Linked DNA regions of Danio rerio: region 2 is linked to region 1. A link is a contact called in public Hi-C data. All regions are on one chromosome and are shown on one strand. Each heading gives the region's core, a stretch centred on a gene start, on an enhancer-like site or on the middle of the called end of the contact. The rest is flanking DNA. Distances are from core to core; before and after follow the strand shown. Region 1 holds the start of hoxd13a (homeobox D13a). Region 2 has its middle 39 kb from the start of atp5mc3a.

What was found. Hi-C and Micro-C count contacts between places; a contact is called where the count stands out from the background.
Region 2: a Hi-C map of embryo shows a contact between it and region 1, with 3 times the contacts expected there. The contact joins the enhancer-like site here to the promoter of hoxd13a in region 1. A contact is called at or near these places in 7 of 18 Hi-C or Micro-C datasets (caudal fin, embryo, fibroblasts and 2 more) and 1 of 4 datasets of contacts at active chromatin or transcription factors (caudal fin).

Annotation. Positions count from the first base shown.
Region 1 is chr9:1,984,540-1,990,293 of GRCz12tu, reverse strand. It overlaps hoxd13a (homeobox D13a), which reads left to right and starts at 2,447. Exons shown (of 2, transcript NM_131169.3): 1 at 2,447-3,055; 2 at 4,877-5,388. The coding sequence starts at 2,518. The coding sequence ends at 5,109.
Region 2 is chr9:2,295,397-2,301,150 of GRCz12tu, reverse strand. No RefSeq gene overlaps it. Among named protein-coding and RNA genes, the nearest start is that of atp5mc3a, 39 kb to the left of the region's middle. Within about 2 kb of position 3,465, at least 3 of the 62 cell types and tissues checked have an H3K27ac peak or open chromatin away from gene starts, as enhancers often do.

The DNA.
Region 1 (5,754 bases), core at 1,198-3,697:
TATACAAGATAATTGCAATGTCATAGTCATCGCTTTTGGACCTGTATATTTAAGCATTAATATATAAAAATATTGCAATTTATAATATTTCATTTAAACAAATCGCCATTGCATAAAAAACATCAGAGTATTTAATTGTGGCATTGTTGACGGTGTGTTCAATCGGGTTTTACTGCTAGCTTTACTGCCGTGGTATGTCAACAAACTAGATGCTTCTTGTGAGGGCCCTACAGAAAGAAAAAAACTGCAGGTTGTCTGGTTTCCCTTCCGGCGCTAATTGTGTGCTTTTGAGCTGCTCCCAGGTGTTTCGCAATGGGATCCTCTCAGAAAATCCCCAAAACTCAAATAAAACGCACACGCGATTGTGCTATAGATGGATTGAACGCTTCAGGACAGCCACAAAAATCACACTTCAAATATTTGAAGTAAGTTTAAAAAAATTGGGACAGAAGTAGGGTAAATTCGGGAAGTAATTAAGGAGGAAAAATGTCTGTGCTTTACAGGCATTTGGGAAAAGGAAGCATAAATGTTCTGGCATGCATGGAAATCCGTCAAGTGTTGCGCAACACTGTTGTATGTCCTGCCCAGCCATTTTCAGCGTCTTCCTCTATGACACTCAAGGGCCAAACACAATGATATTAATATATTAACACTGAGTGAAAATGATCTTGTTTACAACTTATGCTAATTTGTATTTGAGAAAAAAACGCATCCGCATTGACTTACTACATGGTTAAAAGGAAACAGCTCATCCCACTCTATAGTTTCTCTAAATTAAATTAGAGAGCCACCTATAGTGATTAAAAGACATTACAGCAATCAGCGATTATTTCCTGTATTGTCTACAATGCGTGTGATGTGTCTCACTACAGTTCATGCGTGTATTTTAGTTTAAGAATATAATTCTTGAATAACCAGAGGCACCTTTAATTGATCAAACGCGAGACATTTACTATATAAAACACCCCCACACTCTTATCATAACTTATACTCCCCATAATCACTGCACTATTTAATATTAGCACATTTACAATTGCACTTCGTTGCACTAAGTCATCTTGAATTCATGCACTGCACATATAGATTTGTTATTATGTTCATATTTATCTGCATCTGATTATTAATAGCAACCTGTACATATATTTTGAATATATTATTAAATATCTATTGTAACTCTGATCATAGTTAAAACAACCTGTATATAATGTTCATAGTACATCTATCTGTAAATATAACCACAGTTTTTCAATAATTGCACTTTATAACTCATACCTATATCCTGCACTTGATGCTATTGCACTCCTGGTTAGACCTAAACTGAATTGCCCTGTACTTGTACATGTGTATTGACAATAAAGTTGAATCTAATCTAATCTAATATAACATTTTAAAGTTTCTTATTATCAAAGAATCTTGGAGAACATTGATAAAAACTTGAAACCAAACTAATATAATTCTATAAATTATTATAAAGCTTGACTGTTTCTTAATAGTATTGATCATAATAAAACATTTAGACTTTTATTGGTTTCTAACACTGAATAATAATGGCCATAAATGGAGAAACTTCCAAAATTTTAATTTGTAACTATTTTTGTATGATTATTGTTGATAAAAAGTGCTTAAAACCATTAAAAACAATGTTTCCAAAATCCAAAAGACTGAGAATTAACAACAAACTGGACAGAATGACTGGCACACTCTAAAATACACTGAAGTGCTGTTGTTGATGTAACCCATAAGCTCAAATATTGACAAACCCAACTTTGGGTGAATTTTTTTGTTCATTAATTCATTTTTCTTCTCCTAAGTCACTTTATTCATCAGTGGTCACCACAGCGGAATGAACCGCCAACTTATCCATATACAGCAGATGCCTTTCAGCTACAACCCAGTACTGGGAAAGACGCATTCACACACATAAACTACGGCCAATTTTAGTTTATTCAATTCACTTATACCGGACTGTGGGGGAAACCGTAGCACGCCAATATGGGGAGAACATGCAAACTCCACAAAGAAATGCCACATGATACAGCCGGGACTCGAACCAGCGACCTTCTTACATTTAAATAAAACAATTTAACCCAGCGATTGTTTATATTTGACCCAATGTTGGATTACAACAACCCATACATTTTTAAAATGCATATATTTTGTGCTATATGTTAATATTTAATGTGCTAATGCGAGGCAAAGCTGCTCTGCAAGCTTTTATACATAAAAATAAACGCAATTACAGACAAAAAGTTATTCAAACCCATCTCCTTAAGCCATGTCCAGGCACAGACACATAAAAACTAGGCTACTCTGTGCTTTCGTTCAAGTTCAGCTTAACTATTTGCATGTCACATGGTGACAGCTGCCCAATCACATGCCATGTTTTCTGACCTATGTAATTAGTCCGGGAAATAAACATAAAAGCTTAACTGTCAACGGAGATGTTATTTTCTGCGTGCATTTTTCTTGGTTTTGAGCCCATAACAGACATGAGTTAAATCCCATGCACTGAGGAATATGGACGGAGGAGGACTGGATGAAGAGTTTATAAATGTTTACCCATCTGCCTTCGGGACTCACTCAAGCCGGTGTACATCAGGAGCGCCGGTGCTCTCCGCTGTTGATCGACCGACTTCTGTATGCAATGAGTCTATCAGTCCTTACTTTTCTTTTCCATCCAATATCGGCTCTGGCTCCTTCACGTTTGGATGCCATTTGGAAAACAGTTACAAAGTTCCACAGAACGCCGTGTTCCCGCCTGGTGTTGCGAAGCAAAACGGACAGTTCGCCAATAAACCCGTGGACCACGGTGAAGCCTCCAGCTGGCTTAAAGAGTTCGCCTTTTATCAAGGCTGCGCGCGCTCCTATCCGAGAATCCCTGCCTTCATTGATCTACCTGTGGTTCAGAGAGCAATGATGGGAGATCTTAGACATGAGACTTGTTTGACAATGGAAGGCCACCAACATTGGGACTGGTCAAACAATTGCAGCAGTCAACTTTATTGCTTTCAAGACCAGACGCGGAGCCCGCATATCTGGAAACCATCATTAACAGGTAAGACCTCAGCTCTGCTTTGACTCACTCCTCGCCTCTCTTCATTAGCTACGCGTAAAGAGCATTTTTGTGGACACATTAAGGAGGCTCTGATCTAAAGAGCAACTGAATTTATAATCGTGCACAAATCATTCACAATTTATCTTACCCAGGGAGCAAGAGAATCTCGAATTCAAAGAGGTTATTTTTTCCCTTTGTTTTTACATACAGAGGATTCCCTGTTTTGCACCGTTACAAAATAAAGCTTAAATTTTCGCTCTCTGATTTTTTAATTTAATTTTTTGATCCATATTTGTTTAAATTCATGTCAATTACACTCCAAAAACGCAGGTTTCGTATTAATCCAATGTTGGGTCAAATATGGACAAACAAGTATTAAAATTGTAAAATAATTGTTTAAATTTAATTGGAAATAATCAGTCATAATAATAACAAATACATAACCCAGCGGCTGAGTTTGCCGATATTTATCCCAGTATTGGTTAATACAACCCAACACTTTTAAAGTGTACAAAAATATTTTCTTATAACCAGAAGCACAACTTTTAATAATCTAATCTAGAATTAAACACTACAGCCATTCAGATTCAGTTTTACCAGGAAACTATTGTCCAAAAAAAATGTGCGTTGTATTAACCCAACAAATACAACCAGAAGCACAACTTTTAATAATCTTAAACATAACAGACATTCAGACTTTGTGTTGTACCATGGAACTATACTCAAAAATAAGCATAAACATAAATGTATTATTTAATAACCAGAAGCACACGTATTAATAATCAATTCTATAATTAAACATTACAAAGATTCAGACTTTGTGTTTTACCATGAAACTCTCAAAGGGTGGGCTGCAACATTGGTTAATACAACCAATATTTTTAAAGTGTACATAAATGTAGTATTTAATAACAAAAAGCACACCTTTTAATAATCTAATCTATAATTAAACACTTCAGACATTCAGATTTAGTTTTAACATGAAACTATTCTCAAAAAAATTATGGGTTGTATTAACCCAACATATACAACCCAACATTTTTGAAGTGTAGATAAATTGATTATGTAATAACCAGGAGCAAAAATTTAATAATCTAATCTATAATTAAACTCGACAGACATTAATGACTTATACAGACTTTCTGTTTTGCCATGAAACTACACTCTACAAATGGTGGTCTGTGTTAACCCAACATTGATTAATACAACCCAACATTTTTGAGTGTAAATATTTTTAATAACTACACTCTAAAAAAATGCTGGGTTATTTCGACCCACTTCTCGGTATAATACGGACTAACCACTGCTGTTGTGTTTTTGTTGGTGTTTTGTTTTGTTTTTTTCAAATAAGAATGAATAGGACCAAATGTAACCCAATGTTTGGGTTAGTATATATTTTACCCAATTTGTGTTTAAATAACCCAGTATTTTTTAGAGTGTAGAAGTACAAATTTTAATAATCTAAATCACAAAAAAAGGATGTAATAAACCAATATTGGGTCAAGTATAGACAAAACCAACTTTTAAAAAATCTAATTTAAATTGAATCGACAAAATTAACACAACGGTTGAGTTTGTCCGAATTTGACCCAACTTTGGGTTAAAATAACCAGATTTGCTTCAGAGTCGAGATGCTGATATGGCATTATATAAAAATATACACACATTCTCTTTGGATTTCAATGATAACAAGGCCTTTCTTTTACAAATGCGACGTTAATTTAAGATGCATCATTGTTAACATTAAAATAATTAAATATTTTTTTAAACTAAAAAGGCTTATAAGTGATTAAAACTGTGATGTTGTTGTTTTTTCCTCAGAGGAAGCAGCAGCGGCTTCATTCTGTCAGCGCGGGAGAAAGAAGCGGGTTCCTTACACAAAATTTCAGCTGAAAGAGCTCGAGCGTGAATACAACACCACTAAGTTCATTACAAAGGAGAACAGACGGCGGATCGCTTCTTCTACCAACCTGTCTGAGAGACAAGTAACTATATGGTTTCAAAACCGACGGGTCAAGGATAAGAAGAGACCTGACGTCTGCATCAAATGTTAATCCCATTGATATCTTTGTAGAGTTGGTTTGCATAAAGTAAAGAGTATATTATAGTGGGATACAATGTAAATTATACTTAGAAGTAATGTTAAACAGTTGGTTGTATTTGTCAATCAATGAATTCTCCCGTCAATTTCCTCTTTCCCATACACTCAAAATGTTATACTCTACATTTCCTTAAATTTGAGTGCATAACTGTGTGCCATAGTTGTTTATATCAGACTTTTATATGCAAAAAAGCTATAACATTGATTTCAAATAAAATACAATTAATAATAATGTACTTTATATCTACAAGTTTAATTACATTGAACTGAATATAAAAGCATTATACAGAATACTATTGTGAAACTATTAAATTCATACGATCTCGGCTGTTTTCCGCCCCCCAAAATGTATTTATATTTCGTTAAGCTCACACCTCTATAAATGTAGTTTTGTGGTCTTTTTTAAAAGTAGAACTATAATTTTATGTTGGTGTATTTTGATAAGCATAACATACAAATAATTTGTATAAAAGAGTGCTTTAGATGTGAATGGTCTACATAAACACACGATCGCGTTAAAGTATAAACTGAGTAGGCAATTTGTGAATTTTAGACTCGGTGTCTGAATAAGTTAATATGAAGTGTGCACTATTAATGA
Region 2 (5,754 bases), core at 2,216-4,715, 310 kb before region 1:
GCATCTGTCTCTAAAAACAGCATATGATGGCTGTGTCTGAAATCCTGAAACACCTGTAATCTTAAATAGCGCACTGTTTGAGGGAGTGGCCATTTGTAATGATGTCTGAAACCATAGTGGACATTCTAAAATAGCTTAGCTTAGCATAAGACATTGAATCAGATTAGACCATTAGCATCTCACTCTGAAATCAGGATATGATGGTTGAGTCTGAAATCTTGAAAATCCTGTAATCTTATATAGCACACTGCTTGAGGAAGCGGCCATATGTAATGGTGTCAAAAACCATAGTGGACATACTAAAATAGCTTAGCTTAGCATAAGACATTGAATCTGATTAGACCATTAGCATCTCACTCTAAAATCAGGATACAATGGCTGTGTCTGAAATCGGGCCCCTATTATCTTAAATAGCGTACTATTTGAGGGAGCGGCCATTTGAAGTGGTGTCTGAAACCATAGTTACATACTAAAGTAGCTTAGATTAGCATAGGTCATTGAATCGGATTAGACCATTAGCATCTCACTCTAAAAACAGGACACGATTGCTGTGTCTAAAATCCTAAAACGCCTGTTATCCTAAATAGCACTCTGTTTGAGGGAGCGGCCATATGTAGTGGTGTCTGAAACCATAGTGGACATACTAAAATAGCTTAGCTTAGCATAAGACATTGAATCAGATTAGACCATTAGCATCTCTTTCTAAAAACAGGATACGATTGCTGTGTCTGAAATCCTGAAACGCCTGTAATCTTAAATAGCACACTTTTTTAGGGGACGGCCATTTGTAGTGGTGTCTGAAACCATAGTGGACATTCTAAAATAGCTTAGCTTAGCATAAGACATTGAATCAGATTAGACCATTAGCATCTTGCTCTAAAAACAGGATCTGATGGCTGTGTCTGAAATCCTGAAACACCTGTAATCTTAAATAGCGCACTATTTGAGGGAGCGGCCATATGTAGTGGTGTCTGAAACCATAGTGGATGTTCACTGAATCAATCCCACAATGCATCACAATTACAAGTGTACAACATACTCAACAAATAGAAAATAACCATAATGCACTGCGAATGCACATAAACATTTCATTTAAAAATGACCAAAGAGTTTTGATAATTCTCCTATTTACATTGTGTACTAACAGAATTGAATAGTATTTTCTAGGACGATATGGAACTATACTCTCTTTCTAGTTATCATTATAAGTATAGTTCCTAGCCATATCAACCTAGAAAATAACAACTTTTCATTTTTGTTGGCCTTAGTACACGATGCAACTACAGAAGAGTCAAGCTTTAAATAGGAGAATTATCAAAACTCTCTGGTCATATTTGAGTGAGATGCTAATGGTCTAATCTGATTCAATCATCTACGCTAAGCTAAGCTAATCATGCTCCCGCCAGACCCGGAGATCGGCTGAATGGACTGAAAAATGGTAAAACTTCAATGTTTAACTGAAGTGAAGCTAAAAATTAAGCCTGAAAGTGGAGTATTTATTTCAAAGCATTTGTGGTTTAGGCAAGGAATTGTCATTTGAGTTTATCATGTTTGAAGCTGTAATTAGTGTACAGAACATCTGCCCAGACTAAAGAGACAGTAAGCGTTTTACATACTGCAGTGTGTTTTACTCAGCGTATCATGCGCCATACGTTCCGTCAGATGTTGAACACCTTGCATGGTATGCTAGTTAATTATTATTAATGGTTACATTTCTTTTTCCCCAACAGACAGTATTGTTGAGTAAAACATGGCGCATTTCTTTTATATTCTGAGATAAGGTTTTTGATTTTATTGTAACACCCCCTCCAGTCACTTCATGTGTTTGATCATTCATTTACTCGACGATCAATGTTTTAGACAGCTTGAAAATGCAAACTTCTGGAAGGCTTTCACAAGTTTTTGAAGACAATACTCTTACATATTATTATAATAATTAAAGAGATAGCTCACCCAATAAAGAAGTTTACACACTCAAACTGTTCTAACTTTTAATATATATATATTTTTTTTTAGAAATTTAGATACATTTCTTAGAAAGAAGATATTGTTTTACTTTTGACTATACTTTACTGACGAATGCTGGAAAAACTACCATTGACATCCACTGTAGAAACCATGTATAACTATGTATACATACATTTAACAAAAAAACAATATAAACTTTTTTTTAACATTTATACGTCACCTGGCATACGTAAAAGTGACATGATCACACTTTAATGATGTGGCTATGTCTTTTTTTTGTAGATACTAGCAACAAGGGTATTACTATAATACTATATTATTGAAGAGTTTGAACTCTCAGTAATGATTAAATCACACTGAACTGAGCTAAACTGAACTGAACTGAACTTAAACACTAAAACCTGAACCACACTGTTCCAGTTACTATGACCATTTATGTGAAGCTGCTTTGACACAATCTACATTGTAAAAGCGCTATACAAATAAAGCTGAATTGAATTGAATATTACTACTATTACTACTACTCATTTACTCAACCCAGGCTTATTGTGGAAACGTAGCTCCGCAGACAATTCTGGAGGCCGTGAAATACATCCCGGGAGGTACGTATTAGTGCAGTTTTGGTTTTCACGAATCCGCGAGAGGCCGCTGTGCGTGCTTTTTTTGCGTCTCGAACGCCTCTCACAAGCGTGCGCGTGCCGTTCGCGTCCGCGCTGTTCTCGCGTAAAACGCCGACAGAGGCCGCTGTCAATCGACCGTCTGTCCGGCTGGCTGAATGACTGAATGATAGACTGGGCGGCCGGCCAATCGGCCGACCCAGCCACCCTCTTCCTCCATCTTCCCTAAATCCAAGCGATGATTTACGAAAGCCGTGCAGAAAAAGAAAAGCGCTCGTCTGATTTTGACCGCGTTTTCGGATTTCGCCCCATTCTCGTTCGCTTTATTTTTTGGATTCTGTTTTTTGTCTTACCTGATTTCTGGAACTGCTCTTTCCCGGACTCGAACCCGGCCTACACACGGAGGAGGCGAGCCGTCAGCCCCGTATCATTCGCTTGAAAAAACGTAATGCAGCCATACGTACCTCCGGCCACGTTAATCGTGGTCTCCAGAAACATCCGCGGGGCTACGTTTTCAGAATGAGCTTGGGTTGCATTTACTGTAACTAACTATAGTTATAGATAATTAACTTGAGTAAGAGTAAAACTACACATATTTAAATGTACTCCAAAAGTACTCGTTACCCAATAATTTTACTCAAGTAAATGTAACTAAGTAAATGTAACTCGTTACTACCGACCTCTGCTTATAACTGTACTCTTTCCACCACTGCTGAAATCATGTGGAATGTTTTGTCAGTGTATAAGAACATACAAGGATGTAAAGGCTCCGCCCTTTTCTAGAAAGTGGGTAGGGAAATAACCAGCTAATTTGCATTTAAAGAGACACACATGAAGCTTTTTTTTCTTTTTCATCAACTTATACATGGGCATCTACAGCATGGTATAATTAGGTATTTTCAGTTGAAACTTCACAAACACATTCTGAGGCCTCTGGGATTTCGCTTACATCTTGGACAAAGGGGCCTTATAGGTTTCCTTTTATAAAAACAGGTCTAAAATCTGCCACATGAGCAGTTTCCTTCTGCCCAGATCTTTCCAGAAGCCGGAGGAACATGTGTAAGCAGTCTTTAGCTCTGTTTGTTTGTAGTGACAGCGAGCTGCAAACAGCCGTGTGATCTGCTAAACTCTGAGCCGCTGCTGATCATGCGGCCGCAGATACACTAAACCCATCAAATCACCAGATCAAAGAGGGATTAAGGGTAAACCTCAGACATGAGAGGGGCCGGCTTCTACACAGCACCACACATTCCTGAAGACATGCACACAAACACACACACACACACAAACACTTTGTTTGCTATATTTATGGGGACTTCTCATAGACTAAATGATTTTTGTATTGTACAGACTGTACGTTCTGTCCTCTTCCCCCAACACTACCCTCACAGAGAACACTCTGCATGTTTACATTTTCATAATACTTCATTCTGTGTACTTTATGCAGCCTGATCTCACGAGAAAACGTAAGTATTTTACGTTTTGCCAGTTTAGTGGCTAATTCGTACAAATTCGTACGAGTTCAGTCGTACGAAATGGTACGATTTTTAAAAGGAGGCGTGGCACCTGACCCCACCCCTAACCCCAACCGTCATTGGGGGATAAGCAAATCGTACTAAATTGTACGAATTAGATCGTACGAATTCATACGAATTAGCCACTAAATGAAAAAGTTACGAATTGCCGTGAGATTGTGTTGACTTTATGAGACATTTTCCTCATGGAGACCAAAAATTGTCTTTACAAGGTCAAAATTTACTGGTATTGCTACAATTGTAGCGACATCTGGTCCCCACAGCATACGAAAAACAAGGCACACACACACAAAAACAGACAATAATACACATTTATTAGAGCAACATTGTTCTAATGCATATTAATCGCACTAATTTGCATATAATTTAATGTTGCTTGACATTGCAGGCTGCCATTATTGATGTAAAATATATTCAAACAACCATATATATATATACACACACACACACACACACACACACACACACACACACACACACACACACACACACACACACACACACATATATATATATATATATATATATATATATATATATATATATATATTTATATCAGTTCATCATCCTATCATGTGCAGAGTCGCATTGGTATTGTTGGCTTTACAGCAGGTTTACTTTACTTGTACTACATTTTTGGGTAAGTAATGGCACTCTTTCCACCACTGCTGAAATCACGTGGAATGTTTTGTCAATGTACAAGGACATACACGGATGTAAAGACTCCACCCTTTTCTAGAAAGTATATTGGTTCATTTGCATTTTTGCTAATATAAGGACGGGAAAATCCTTATATTACTAAATATAACTAAATACACTGCTTGATTTTTATTTGCAGTTGTTTTTTTATTTCATTTTTATTTTTCAAAACTTATTTTTCCCTTTGCAGTTCTTTATTTTTGTTAACAAAATTACTTTTGTTTCTTAAAAATAAATGTTCTCTTTGTGATTTCTGCAGATTCGCATTTATTTGTTGTTCTGCTCAACACTTTATTTTTCGTTTGCAAAACTTTCTTTTATTTTGCAAGTGTAGATGGCCCCAAACTAAACTAAAATGAAGTAACAAATTATTTCTTTGATAACTGGAAAGGAATATTTGAACTTATCTGTTTGCAATAAACTGATGTTTTTCTAGAATTTATTGGTGATAATGGCCAGGAATGTGGGACCATTATTACCTTTTTAGCACATGTGTCAATTGTGTCAATTGTTGAGTGGACTAAATATAAAAAAGACAGTATTTTATTTACTAAGTGTTCTTTTTTTGCCTTTATTCTTGCCATAATAAAAATATAATTGTAGAGCAACCCATGTTCTGTTGTCATTAATATTTTAATAAACTATATTAGGTCAAACTTCTCGAGATATGAACTTAAGCAAGTGATATACCAAACTTAAAGAGCCCATATTATGGGTTTTTGAAAATTCCCCTCCATGTAGTGTGTAACACAGCTCTAAGTGAAGTGAAGTATCCAGCTAAGGCTTAAATCTGTAAGAATACAGTGTTTAAAACGGTTGATTCATCTATAAAAGAGTCGATTCATAGTGCTTCAAACGAGTCGCCTTGATACCGACTCATTAGGTGTTTCGCCATGACGTACGAACGAAACCAAGTTATTCACGTGCACGCGCAA